Regions from separate parts of the Gossypium hirsutum genome. Here region 2 is linked to region 1. The links are chromatin contacts, called in public Hi-C maps. All regions are on one chromosome and are shown on one strand. The core of a region is the stretch at or near the end of the contact, and the rest is flanking DNA. Distances in the headings are between cores, read along the strand shown.

Region 1 (7,334 bases), core at 4,076-6,575:
GTAATAACACAGATAAAACAGGGGAAAAAACAAGAGGTGTTTATTCCTGACATTTGGAAGTGTGCCATTGGCTATTCAGTTTCCCCTAGCGATCACACAACTATACAATGTTCTTTGTCTATGAGTAAAGAGAAACAAACACATTCTACCATAAGCAGGACAAAAAGTAACATCCAAAGGGAAAATTTTTATCAGCTCTAATTCAGAACGTAGAAATTCAGCTTAGAAAAGAAAAAGAAAAAGAGACTGGACAGTAATTGTTCGTCATAACCAATCAGTGTTTTAATAGATGCAAAACCTTGTGTCCTCTGGCCTGCAGAAGAGTGTGGACTTGGTGGCTCTTGCAGGGCTTGAGTTTTTGAATAATTCATCTGATGCAATTTTAGTTCTTCAATCAGACTTCAAACACCATCTCTTTCTATAACATCTACCTCAGTAACATTCCGACAGAATCAAGATCCTGTAGTACAACATATATTACAAAAGAATACAAGTCAATAGTACAAATCAAATAAATAGTGAAGTTCGTAAGATTTTACGCTACCCAATCTATAAAAAAAAAAAGCTCATTTATGATTATAGTTGTAATGAACAACAAAAATGCCAAAGTATCTAGACAAATTTTAGAGATACGCATTTCTTTCCCTAATTGTTATAGACAAGAAATACTAAACGTCATTTGAGTGTCAACTAGCTATAATTATTCCAAACCTTGTTCTAAATGGTATATATCCTTTATCATCCAAATAAATAATGTCAGGAATCTCAATTGTTCATCAGAAATTAAAAGCAAAGAAAGGAACCAGATAATGTAAAATGCAAGGAGCTACATACACTGAGCGAAGCTGCTGTTTGCACCCAAATTGATCTCTAGTCTAGGTTCCTCATACTTGGTTTCCTTTTGCAAACTTTCATCAGCCCCAGCAGAAGACCGTTCGACTTCAGAATTTTTTTCCTTCAAGTCTTCATACTTCTCTATTAATTCTGAAGAGATGATAGCTTCAGAAAGTCTTTGCTTTATCTGCTTTTGTATAGCCTCAATCTTACTTTTTGACTCAGTATCAGGTTTGTTTCCTGCCCTTGCTATCTCCAGCTTCAACAACTCAATCATATTTTTCAATTCCGATGAACTGACAACGTTTTCAATTTTCTTGTTAATTTCTTCATTCAAATGATCCACCTTATTTTTGAAGACTGAGGGTGAATCTTTCTCACTTAGGACTTTTTCATTAGATTTTACACCCTCAACAACCAAACCAATGGACTTGAGAGCGCTAATCATTTCCAGTTCTACTTCTTTCCTCGTATTCAGAACTTTGTCCTTAAGCCCTTGATCTAAATCAGCAAAGCTGGATGAACCTGAATTTTGAACCTCAGCCTTCAATGCTTCAAGCTTCTCATTTATCTCAGGCCGACTCATGATTTCATTGAATTTCTTATTAACTTCTTGCTTCAGTGTAGCAGCATCTGAGAGACTCTTGGCTTTAGAAAACTCCTTCAGCATGTCAAGCTTATATTGTAGGGTTGGGTGATTTGGAGCTGCCGATAGCTTCTGGTTGAATTCATCTTTAAGCTTCTCAATCTTATCCCTTATAGCAGGATTCATGAGTTGGTCCCTTGAATTTACTTTTGAAACTTCTTCTCTCAGCATATCAAGCCTGTCCTTCAAGCCTGTGGCTTTGATGGCCTCAGAGTATTCATGATCAACCTCCTTTTTCAATTTTTCTATCATGTCCTTCAGAGCCATCTCAGGAGGCTTGCTGGATGATTCCTTGGCTTTCAAGATTTGCTGTTTCAGCTTTTCAACCTCACCTTCCAACTCCTCATTAGGGGTTGTACAAACAATTTGGTCCTCCTTTTTCATATTGACCTTTTTCTTGGGATCTACCTGGGCATTTTCTTCGAAGCCACCCAGTTTTCTGAATTTATGCATGCGATGTTTTAGTAGCTTTTCTGTGTCCATTGCCGTGAGCTCCTGCAGAATGAATTTTATTAATATATTATAACATGATTCTCGATGAAGAACAACTGTTAGTGGAACTCACATCCATTGTTTCATTAATTGCGGCTTTTATTTGTTGTGAAGTCCAAGCTGGATCTGCATGGGCACCACCCAGTGGCTCCTGTCAAAAGTAAACAATTGTCAGATGCCATAGAGATTAACATGAACTTCCAAAAGGAAACGACAAATCTGGAGCAATATTCAACCATTAAAGCTGTTGAAAGGCAAATACTTTGAAAACCAAATACAGCATTTTCATCAAACATCAGAGATAATATGCTAAGGATGGTAATAAAATGGTTTCAGTAATCAACTCTGTAACAGAGATAATATATGGTTTCATTATCATATATTTTATCTAGAACTAGGAATGGAGAAACCAAAAAAGAAAAGGAAAAGAAGAAAACTAATTAATTGAAGGCATGATAGCAACAATGTTAATTACAGGAATGATTCCATCACAAATTTGCAGCCTGCACAACTCTGGGGCAGTAATCCTTAGCTTCTCAGCTGCCTGCATATAGGTGAAAACCTTAAATACTCTTTTTATAAAAGGAAAATCAGTAATAAAAGATAAACCTAAACTGCTTTCAAACCTTAGGCGAAGCTTTTGCAGTCTTCCACAAAATTGCAGCACAAGCTTCTGGACTATACCATTAAAAAAATTAAATTAGAGAAAAAAAAGAAATACCAGCACATGTAGAAATGGTATTTAAAAATGATCAACATATACAAGGAATAAAATACAACCTTACCCAGGTACAATGAGGAAATAAAAAGTTCTAACAAATTGCAATTTCATATATTGTGTGGGTATGGAAGGGCAGATTGTATAGATTTAATTGACATTCAATAAAAACAATATTGGAAAACTCAAATACCTGGCAACATAAAAGACTGCATTTTCCAGCATTAACAATTTATTAGCACAGCCGATGGCCAAGGCACCACCAGAGCCACCTTCCCCAATAACAATAGAAACAATTGGGACCTTCAGACCAAACATGGTCCTCAAATTGTGGGCAATAGCTTCACCCTACATGAACGTAACGCATAAAAACCAGTTGAGCTAACATTAAAAGTCAATTCGGTTCACTTTAGAAAACAATAGTCCTCATACTTGACCCAGCTCCTCAGATTTAAGGTCAGCATAAGCCCCAGGAGTGTCGATAAAAGTAACTATAGGAAAACCATGATGATCTGCATAATACATCATGCGTAAAGCCTTCCTGTAACTGTAAGCATTTCTTAAATATCAGTTATGAGTGACAAAGATTCCCTCTTTCAAACGTAAAATCCAACATGAAAGTTTCATTCAACTTACCCATGGGGCGTTGGCATTCCAAAGTTGCGGTGAATATTCTCTTTAGTGTTTCTACCCTTTTGCTGACCGATAAACATGTATCGCCTATCATCGATGGTTCCTATACCAGTAACAATAGCTGGATCATCATACCCTGATCGATCTCCATGAAGTTCCACAAACTGGACATAGGAGAATATACAAGACATTTATTAAAACAATTCTTCACCTTCTGCACACTGGACATTAAAGATAATTTTGATGGAAATTTGCAGAATTTAAAGCTAAAGGGCATGTAACCAACAAACCTTATCGGTAATGCTAAATATATGATCAAGGAATGTAGGTCTGTTGGGGTGTCGGGCAATGTGTACACGTTGTATAGGGGTCAGATGTCTGTATAAGTCCTTTAGAGCCTGAAATAAATAACAGAAAGGATGAGAAGAGTTAACTGGAAACCACAAACATGACGAAACATCAATATCTTTGACAGGGCATCAACACGAAACAGTGGATGAGCCTTTTTCAAAACATTGAATTAAGCTCCGCCTTTATTACGTAAGGTATCAGGCTTACGTAAAGAAGAATCATAGATTTTGGAGTTTAACAGTATAGAATTTCAAGCAAGTATATAATTGTTCCATGATTGATCATCCTTTGCAATAAGTGAATGAATCCAAAGCCAAAATCAAGAACAATAATAAAATTTTACATAACCAGTAATGAATGCCGTAGCAAAGGCAACAGAAAACTTTTATTGCCCAATATGCAGAGTAGCACTTCCTGGCCTAATATTCAGTTTTCGCATAATTCAATTTAACACACGCATACTCAACTTCACTCTCATTAACAGGCTGAAAAGGTATTGGTTCAGACAGTTATACAAACATATAACTAGAAATTTTATTACTGCATGGAAACAACCAAAGCATTCCCACAATGTCACAAACTTAATACTTATACCTGTTGATACTTATTCTCCAACAATATAATCTGATCACTGAAATCCAAACCAGTTTCATTTGCCATTCTCCTCACCTGCATATGAAACAAGAACAAAAGTTACAGCAATACTGGCATGTTATTATCAACAAAATCAGCAATCACTGAAAGTAAGGAATTACGTCAATCATCTTCTTCTCGATTTCAACAAGGGGCTTCTCAAAATCCAAAGTAACAGGCTTTTGCTTTTCTTTCAAAGGCTTGAAATGGGAGAGATGAGTTAGGACTCCGCCTTTCACGTTTGGATCCGGATCTGCAGGCCATGGATAATCATGCTTCTTCCCTTTCTTCAGCTTTGCAGCTACAGTTGCATCCCTTTTTTTCACGGAAAATGGTGCCTTCCCTAGGGTTTTAAGAGGGATGCCGCTCACGCCGTTACTGGAGCTTCGAAGAAGATCCGAAGCTGAAGTTCCAGTAAATGCAGCTGAAGAACACGCTATCGAAGCCATCACACTCCAAACTTCGATTTCTCCAAACTCTATAAAAAAAAATCCAAACAGTCAAATGTCCAATTTTCAGTCTAATAATTAGAAAAATAAAAAAAGTCAATTTTCTTGAAATAATTTAAACAGTACTGCTAAGTAAGATAAACGAGGAAAAAGTAGCAAAAAGCATAAAATAATAATAATAAAGAAGCTCCTAATTTAGCTTTCCAACGATTACACGAAGTAACATTTTGATCTCTGATTTTTACCAAAAAAAAAAGAAACTCCTAACCAATCCTTCTGAATACTTAGTTTACACTAAACACATATCTGAGCTGAATAAGCACATTTCAAACTGAAAAGAACACAAACTTGAAACCTCATTTCGTTCTTTCCCTCCATTTTCTCAGCAACCAAGCAGATAATCATTCAAAAACAGAATTAAAAGAAAGAAAGCGAGACAAGTAACAGTAACGATAGATGAATCAGCATAGAACAAATTAAATTACAAAAAGAGAAGATGAAATTACCAGAGAGCGAACGAAAAGGAGACGGAAAGAATCGAAGATCTTTGGAGAGAGAGAGAAGATCCGAAAAAAGAAAGAAGAGGCGAAAGAAATAAGTTTGAAAAGGGTGAAGAAGAGAATGCGAGTATTAAATTTTTAAAGAGAAGAAAAAAGAGAGAGAGAGAGAGAGCTTCGTGGAGATCGTCAATCAAAATGCCTTGTTTTACTAATTACTAATTCATTTTAATTTTAACCTTTACTTATTATTTTTTTTCTTTCATGTGCTCATTGTCGATACTTCTTATGTGACAAAGAGGGCAGATATAAAGAGCCAACAATTTTCGGTTAGGCCGTTGAAGGAAAAAGGTGACTTGGTCTTGTTATTCGCACGTGTCGCAACCCATGGGCTCGATTGATTCGATGACCCTTTTTCTTGGGCTCGCCCCGGAGTCCGGACACCCCTTTAAGATTAGATTCCTTTTTTATTAATAAAATCAATCATTTTAAACATTATTTTTTTTAAATAGCTCTCTCACAAAAATTGTTGATAAATTCTTTACTAACATTAATCCAATTAAAAATTATTAAAATTTTATTAATAAATAAAATAATTATACTATGAAATACTTTTATATGAAATTAATAAAAATTTAAATTCATGATAATTAATTTTAAATATTTAATTTTACCCTTTCAACTAAAACATCATTCCATTTTTATTTTAACTTTTAACAAATATATTTGTTAGTAAAATTTCTATACATATTAAGGTGTGTCATAATCTAATATTTATTATTGAATTAATAAAAGATATTGCAATTGAACATAATAATTATTGTTTCCATAATCAAACTAAATTGTCTGGTCAAATCGATTGGATCAAGAATTGTTCAGGGCACCGACCTGAAATAAAATGTTGAATCGGTTGACTTGCAAATTGATTGAACTGACTAGACCGGATTAAAATGCCGTTTAAATAAATTCTTTTTATATTTTAATTATTTATTCTGTTAAACTAAACAAATTAAACCAAAAGCCCACATTCTAAAAATCTTGATAAAAAATAGGGAAAGATGTTGGATCACTTAATAAATAGAACTTTTAGCTAAAGATCCAGGAGGATATATTTATAAAATAAGAAGAATTTTAATACTGCATAGAATGTATGTAAATAAAATATAAGATAATGATATGAGTAATAATTTAGTTTTAAAAATGCGGGGATCATGAGTTGGAGTCTACTTATCAACCCAGTTGATTGAATTCAATTTTGATGCCTAAACCATGGAAGAGTTCATGGGTTCACTTTTTAGCAATTATGACTTCTTCAGTTTAGGGATTAAAATTTAAAATGAAATAAGGGACGCCATGGTTGGGAATGTCAATTGTGTTTGTTAGAGTAGGTAAAATGCAGGGTGATTAGTTGATCCATTTTAGAAAATATTAATAATTAACAAGAGTTGACATTATTTTGTTTCTGTCAAACTACAGAGTGAACAAATTTTGAAAGAGACACGGAATTGCAAAGTTGCGGCTTGTTTCTTCTATTTCGACTCCAACCGTCTCTCCCACATCTTCTCCATTCGTTGCACTTAACCATTATAGTTGTTTACGTCCTTTTGGATGTGGGAGTAAGCTGATTGAGCTTAACAATTGATATAGACCGTCAAATGCTCTGCAGAAAAAAGTGAGCTGTAATGCATGGGAAATGTGTGGGATTACTTTCTACACCAACAACTAATAAGAAATATACTTGGTTACTTGAGAGCAGAGCATATGCTCATGAGATAGTATGCCTCTCTCTTTTTCATCTTCTTCATTACGCTAAACAATGAATAAAGGCGAAACCGAAAACATCATCATCGTCATCTTTAGCAAGTTATATGTGTCAGCATCCTTTGCACGTGCTGAGTTACCCCGCATAACGGACGTCGAGCCGACTGCCGAGCCAAATAAAATTGAAGTCAAAAGGGCTTTAGGGTTTGACAATTAAAGTTACCAACGAGTTAAGGGTCTATGTTTACTACTTTGAGAATCTAATTGACTGGTTTGTGGGCAATGGAGGGCTGTTGTACCATGAGGTACAGAATCCAAGC
Region 2 (7,231 bases), core at 1,800-4,299, 470 kb before region 1:
TTAGAAGAAGATAGATGAGAATGATTGATCTATGATGCTAAGATTCCTTCACTGACCATTAAAAAAAATGGGAGTGGGAGGGGGGGGGGGGTTTGAAAAAAGAATCAGGGAGTCTTTGGCAAAAATAATCAGTTTAAAATCAAAGTGGAATGGAAGAATGAGATGCTTTGATTAGTGGTTCTTAACCTTGGATCAGTCAAGATTCTATTATCAACATCAGTCAACTAATTAAACTACCATTTACTTTCTTTTTTTCTTTATTGCCAACAAGGAATTTGCTATTAAAATATAAACCCGAATTTGCCAAAAAGACATCACCATTAAGCACAGTCATTAAACTATATCTTTAAAAAAGCATGCATTATGAGTCAGATAAATCAACATTTGACATGGCATATTGCTCAAATCACCTGCTTCCACTTTGGCCATATATCCTTTTAAACCACAATATAATTTCATTACAATAGCCTTATTAACTGCTTCAGTGCAAACTCATAAGCAACAACAAAATAACCCCTTGTGGCTAAAACACCAAAGCTGATCCATGGATTTCTTCATGTTGTCCCAAGTTAAGGTGCTGAACATCAGTGTTTGAAGCAAGGAAATATGAATTATTTCAGGCTCATATCAAATTTTAAGCCTCTATAGTACAGTCTGTCATTTTGCAGAGGACTCGGATCCACATGGTGGTATCTATAGAACACACACAATCAATCTAAGAATAACAGGTTACAACAGATGATGCAGACACACGACTAGACTAGAATTAACAAGAGCCCAAGCTTCATGTAAATAAGCTTTTATCTTTTTGGTTCAATGATTCAGAATTTGAATGATAAATCACAAAACCACCTAACTGATCTCTCTTTATAGTGGAAACTATGGACTAAAATGCATCTCCAAGATATACACATCACTAGTAGGCTTCATCTTCATCTCTTTTAACTAATAATAATACCTTGAGAAAAGTCTTCCCACATTATCACTCAGTTTATTGATGTTGTTGCATTGACTGCATCTGGAAAAGAGTGTTGTAAGATCCGAATTGAGATCTGGGAAGAGTTTCTCCAAGCAAATTTTGTTCCTCCAGCTTGGGTCCGTATGATGAAATCCCACAGAAGGGGGGCAGGAAAGCATTGCAATTACTCGTCCGGTTGAAAACCATAGCTGCTCCATTTTGTTGCTTCCATTCAAAGTCGATCTCTTTAGTTGTGGCTAGTTTAGCTTGCTGCTGTGCCTGTATGACTGCAGAAGAATCACTTGAAGACGAATGCTTGCAGTGATCCGGTGACGAAGAGGGAGTATCAGGGACGTTAACCGTTGTGATATCATGGATACTGGACCTCCTCTTGTCTTTCCCCCCGGTGACCTGCCTGATGAAGTATTTCTGAGCATGACTTGCCACTTGAGTCGGTGTTCGGGTAGTCACGAAATTGCGTGAAATATTTCTCCAATCCCCTTTACCGTACTTTTTAAGACCCATTAAGAATTGCCTGTCATTAATCATCAAGTCAAACATCATAAGCCGCTAGGAATAATGCTGAAAACCATTGAACGGTACAGAATTTGCACAACCAAGAAAAGCGACATGCACCAACAAAATATACACAGTGTTTACCAACCAACCACATTGTCAACATTCATAACAATTGCAAGATTCAAACAGGAAACTCCATTGATACCTGATATCCTAAGGACTGATCATAATTGTCAAATATATAAAGAACCAAAAAAAAGGGCTAGCAGTTACCTGTGTTCTTCTTCAGTCCATGGCACCCCTTTCTTCCTTTCTTGATCAGAAGAACGAGACCCAGTCCCTCTTTTACCAGGAGTGTAATAGTGTCTAAATCCATCGAAGCCTTGACTATCATTACCCCACTCCAATGTAAAAGAATCACGGCTATATCCAGGGATTGGAATCAGGCCAGCCTCTATATCACTCACATCTTCTTCCAATTCTCTGTATTGCTTGATGACATCCCCAACTGTTTTTCCAGGAATCATAGATGCCACCTTAATCCATCGATCAGGGGTATCTTTATCATATAAAGCCAAAGCATTTTCAAAGCACTTGTTCTCTTCAGGCGTCCATTTAGTACCTTCACTCTCTTGAAACAACCAATTGGAAGTGTGTAAATAAGAGGCTGGAGAGAGAATTTCAAGTCCCCTATTCATTTGTTACTGGTTACGTAAACTGCCAAAGATGATTTGCCCGTACGCAAAAAAAGAAAGAAGAAAACTATGCTTTTCTCCCTCTTTGAATGAAATTGTTCAAAGAGAGAGAAAAACCAAATTAGAAAAATGCAGAGAAGTATGGCTGTTTTAAATTAGCAACGAAATATCAAATCATAAAAACATTAAAATGGATTCGGTACCCTTTTTCACACAAGATTAAGTTGAGGAATCTCAAAAAAGTGAACTTTCCAAAACCCAAGGAAAATTCGAGAGCTGGTAGAAAAAGAAAAAGAAAAAGAAAAAGCAGATCTTTGCAAATATAAATGAAAAACCCTAGACATACATAGTAGATCCAAAATTGCCTACTACAATTACAACTAGAAAATTGATATAGAGATTAAAATTTAAAAACCCAGATCATAGATTTAAACACAAACTGGAAAAAAAAAAAAAGAACGCAGTAAATCGATGAAGAAAGCAAAAACACTAAAACAAAACAAAGAAGGTTCTAAAGAATTGGAGAGCTAAAAGTTGGGGGAAATCTTTAGCAGTTAATATTTTGTTAGGAAGGTAAAGCAAAAGCAAGAAGAGGAAAGAGAGAGTGCATGATAGAAATGGATTATAAGCACACTCTTTTGAGTTATATTTTGTACTGCTTACAAAACTATGAAACAGAGAATGATGAGACTGAAAGTGAAGGCAGAGAGAAAGAGAGGGGTCAAAGCTGCTAACTCGTGATTGGTGTTGAAGAAAACGGAGATTGTGGGCGCTACTGTGGCCAAAGCAACGCTATTTTTCTCTAAAATATTATGAGGGAAGGGTGATGGCCAATCAGAAGAGAGATATCGACGGACATTTGGCTTGTTGGTGAATGAAATTGGATGTTTGGTTTTCTGGTCTTTTTATTTGGAGAAGACCAATATTGGCACGTGAGATGTTTGTCTTTCGTGTCATCCAAATTTTTAATGGGAGGTGAAATGTGCTTTTTCATTACAAAATTAGTAGAGAAATTTGATTTTTGAAGTTAAAAGTATTATAAATATTATTTTTTGAGAAATTATTAATTGATAGTGGAATTTTTAGATTTTAATAAAATATTGATAAATATTTTATAGGAGTATAAAAAAAATACATGTCAATATTTTAAGGTTATTTGTGGAATAAAATAAAATACATTGTAAATATACAGAATACTCACTTTTATTTTTTACCAAACACAAAAGTTGAGATTAATGTATATAAGAATTATCAAATAACTTTATTCATATTAACTATTTAAAATATATATAAGAATTAGATTAATGTATATTTAGTTAAAAGGATTTCTTTATTCTCCCAATTTTGAAATTGAGCAAATTGATCGCTCTCAAAAAAATTAAAGCAATTTAATCCTCGTCAATTTTGAAAGTGAGCAACTAAGAACAATTAATAATAACGTTAATGTGTTGATTGCATTTTAGCTCAATTAACATAGACATTGTTGTTAGTATAGGAAGACGTGGGTTCGAGTGTGCTGAAACATATTATCCTCCTATTTAAAGGTAGGGGATGGGCTATAGGTAGTTCTAGGCACTATATTAAAAAGAGCAGATAAGATTGAAACCTATAATGAGATTGTTTAAAAAAATAATACTAATGACATTTATGTCATCTGTCAATTGTAATACTTTGATTGATATAGCAACAAAATTAGCCTTCGATGTTTACATATTTTGTCATTTAGTCTTAATTCTAAAAAAATCAACAAATTCAGCCTTAATTTACACAAATGTAGTGAGACAAATTTGATAAATTAACATCAAATTAACAAAATATGTAAACTTTGAGGGCTAAATTTCTTATTACCAAATCAAAATCAATTTCTTTTTTATGTTTGGTTCGATAAAACAAGTTTATTAATGTAAAATAATGTACAAGTCAACTTTTAAAAAAAACAAGTTTTTATTGTAAAATTTCTTATCATTTTGTTTTCTGCAAGACATTGTACATCATAACCTTCTCTACTTTCTCACCTACTCTAGAGAATAAATCTTTCCTTTCTCTCTTTTTGTAACACCCCTAACCCGTTTCCGTCATCGGATTAGGGTTGCGGAGTATTACTAAACAATCAGAAACATTTGAAACTTATATCATTCAATATTGTAATCACATCATAAATTATTCATACACATGCATATAGTCCCCGAATCGAGCCCTCAAGCACCTAAAAATAGTCTAGAAACAATTTGGGATCAATTTGAATCAGTTTGGAAAGTTTAGGAAAAAGATAAAAAATCTACAAAACAGGGGTCACATGGCCATGAGGCCAAGCTGTGTGCCTCACACGGCTGAGACACATGCCCATGTCTTGGGCCATGTAACAATCGAATTAGGGACACATGGTCGTGTCCCAACCCGTGTTCCCACCCGTGTAACTCTTTAAGTAGGGTCACACTGCCGTGTCACACGCCCGTGTGCTAGGCCGTGTAACTCATTGACTTGCACCCTAAATAATTCATCAAATGACACATGGCCGTGGCGCCAGGTTGTGTGTCTCACATGGCTGAGTCACATGCCCGTGTCTCAGGCAGCGTGGACCTAAAATGAACCTTAAACAACAAGTTTACTAATTCAAGCTTACTTGGACTCTAAGTAATCTATTTAATAGCCAAAAGACCTAATTAAAGTGACATTAAACAAGCTAAAACCATGCTAAATCAACCATCTTAAGTGCCTAACCAATGCATCCTCATTGATACCACAAGTGTATACAATTTTACAACAAAAGGAACTATCATTCAAGGCATTTTAAATCATACCATCTCACATTCAACCAATATGCCAAACATAGGCATCTCAATCGCAATATTCCAAACGCACTTACCATGAGCTTGCACTTAAACATCATACCTTATTTACATATATCACATAAGTTGACTATTTGCACTTAAGATCATATTTTAACATTTTACATATCAAAACAATAGCAATGACATACAAGCCTATTACATGCCATATAATCCAAAATGAACATTCCAAAAACTACCGAAAATGGGGAGATAGTGTGACTTGAGTGCCAATCTGACAGTCCAACCTTCAAAATATCTACAATAGCAGAAAATAAAACAAGTAAGCTCATTGAAGCTCAGTAAGTTCGACAGACTAAAATGATAAATCTTACCAAAATAAGTACAACAAGTCAAATAATAATACAACCATATGTGTTCCCTGTAACACCCCTTACCCGAGACCGTTTCCGGAGTCGAGCTCGAGGCATTACTTTACTTAACTTAAAAATTCGGGGCATAAAATTTTACTTTTGAAATTAATTTCACTATTCACAACAAAGTTGTCCACCTGCGCAGTAGTTACTAATTTAGTTATAAATCGAGTTACGAAATTTGAAATTTAAATCCGTAAATTTTCCCTGAAACTAGACTCATATGTCTTCTTACCATAAATTTTTTAGAATTTTTGGTTTAGCCAATTAGTACAGTTTATTAGTTAAAATCTCCCCTGTTTCACCACTTGACTATCCTGACCTCTTGTAACTTAAAATAAGCTTTCTCATTGTAGGATTTTCATATGGTGTTCTCACTTGTTTCTACAGAAAATATACTCAATAAGGAATCTAGACATATAAACTACAACTCATAACCATTGTTTTACAATTTTTAATGATTTTCTAAACTCAAAAAAGAGGACTCCAAAAACAGTTCTGACCCTGTCTCACTAAAATTCACATATCTTAAAATATAAAATCCATTTTTCTATACCATTATTTTTCTTTGAAAGTAGACTCAATAAGATTTAATTCTATATATCATTCACCTTCTAATTCATTTTATACTATCCTAGGTGATTTTTCAAATTCAGGTTACTGTTGCTGCTTGAAATCTGTTTCTTTGCAAATTTTACTCTTTCATGATTTCTATGCATGATTTATCACCTAAACATTTGTAACAACAAACACCTTCATACTCAGCCATTTTAAAAACCATTCATAATCAAATACTTACATATCATTCTTTAGCAAAATCATAAATAAAAACATTCAAAATAACTAAGTCCCTATACATGCTATAACCCAAACATGGTTCATCATAAAATACCGAGTTGTTGTCGTTGATAGTGTGGACGATCTCCGACGTCTTTAAGTTCCTGAAAGTAGCTTTACAATAGTATAAGAGAAAGAAAAATAAAAGAAGTAAGCATAAGCTTAGTAAGTTTACTAGCAAATAAATAACAACATTTAACACAAATAACTAACTCAAATGTCAAGATCTCTAGTTTACTCTTTATTTAATCTCATTCTCATTCTCTTGCTGGTTTACTTAGTTAACTCATGATCGTAACTTATTCTTCTTTTGCTGAAACATTGAATATCAATTGATAGTATAGTAAGTTCTTAACTCTTATAACTCATCTAAGCTTGCCATTTATGCTTTTAAATGAACTTTCATTAAAATGATCCGTTTACTAGCCCATTGAGCCACGTTGGAATAATAAGGATACTTGGGTCTTTTCTGATAATAACATGCCAAAGACATGTCCCTGACATGGTCTTACATGAGATGTTCTCATATTGGTGCCCATGCCATGTCCCAAACATGGTCTTACGGGAGACCTCTCATCTCGGTGCCAATGCCATGTCCCAGACATGGTCTTGCATGGGACTTCTCATCTCGGTGCCAACGCCATGTCCCGAACATGGTCTTACATGGGACCTCTCATCTCGGTGCCAACGCCATGTCCTAGACATGGTCTTATATAGGACCTCTCATCTCGGTGCCAACACCATGTCCCAAACATGGGCTTACATGGGACCTCTCATCTCGGTGCCAACGCCATGTCCCAGACACGGTCTTACATGGGACCTCTTTACCCAAATATCATGACATTTGTATCCGATACATTCCTCATGTTTCAACGAGGCTTTTTAACATCGATTCTCTGTCAGCTCATACTTGAGTCAACATTAAATAAATTCATAAAATAAATGCAAAATTGCTAGAAAATAACAATATTAATAATAATTATTGAAATATTATATTTATTTATCGTAAACTTACATCGG

The links. Hi-C and Micro-C count contacts between places; a contact is called where the count stands out from the background.
Region 2: a contact with region 1 is called in a Hi-C map of leaf, with 2.1 times the contacts expected there. The contact joins the promoter of LOC107939370 here to the promoter of LOC107899036 in region 1. A contact is called at or near these places in 3 of 34 Hi-C or Micro-C datasets (hypocotyl and leaf).

The regions. Positions count from the first base shown.
Region 1 is chrD04:46,972,276-46,979,609 of Gossypium_hirsutum_v2.1, reverse strand. It overlaps LOC107899036 (acetyl-coenzyme A carboxylase carboxyl transferase subunit alpha, chloroplastic-like), which reads right to left and starts at 5,325. Exons shown (of 12, transcript NM_001326870.2): 1 at 5,263-5,325; 2 at 4,430-4,785; 3 at 4,269-4,343; 4 at 3,614-3,721; 5 at 3,327-3,487; 6 at 3,123-3,237; 7 at 2,884-3,038; 8 at 2,599-2,650; 9 at 2,448-2,516; 10 at 2,046-2,123; 11 at 835-1,975; 12 at 1-460. The coding sequence starts at 4,756. The coding sequence ends at 459. LOC107899035 (a long non-coding RNA gene) reads left to right here and starts at 6,848. Exons shown (of 3, transcript XR_001684559.2): 1 at 6,848-7,334.
Region 2 is chrD04:47,439,374-47,446,604 of Gossypium_hirsutum_v2.1, reverse strand. It overlaps LOC107939370 (transcription factor DIVARICATA), which reads right to left and starts at 3,049. Exons shown (of 2, transcript XM_016872700.2): 1 at 1,751-3,049; 2 at 398-1,493. The coding sequence starts at 2,175. The coding sequence ends at 992.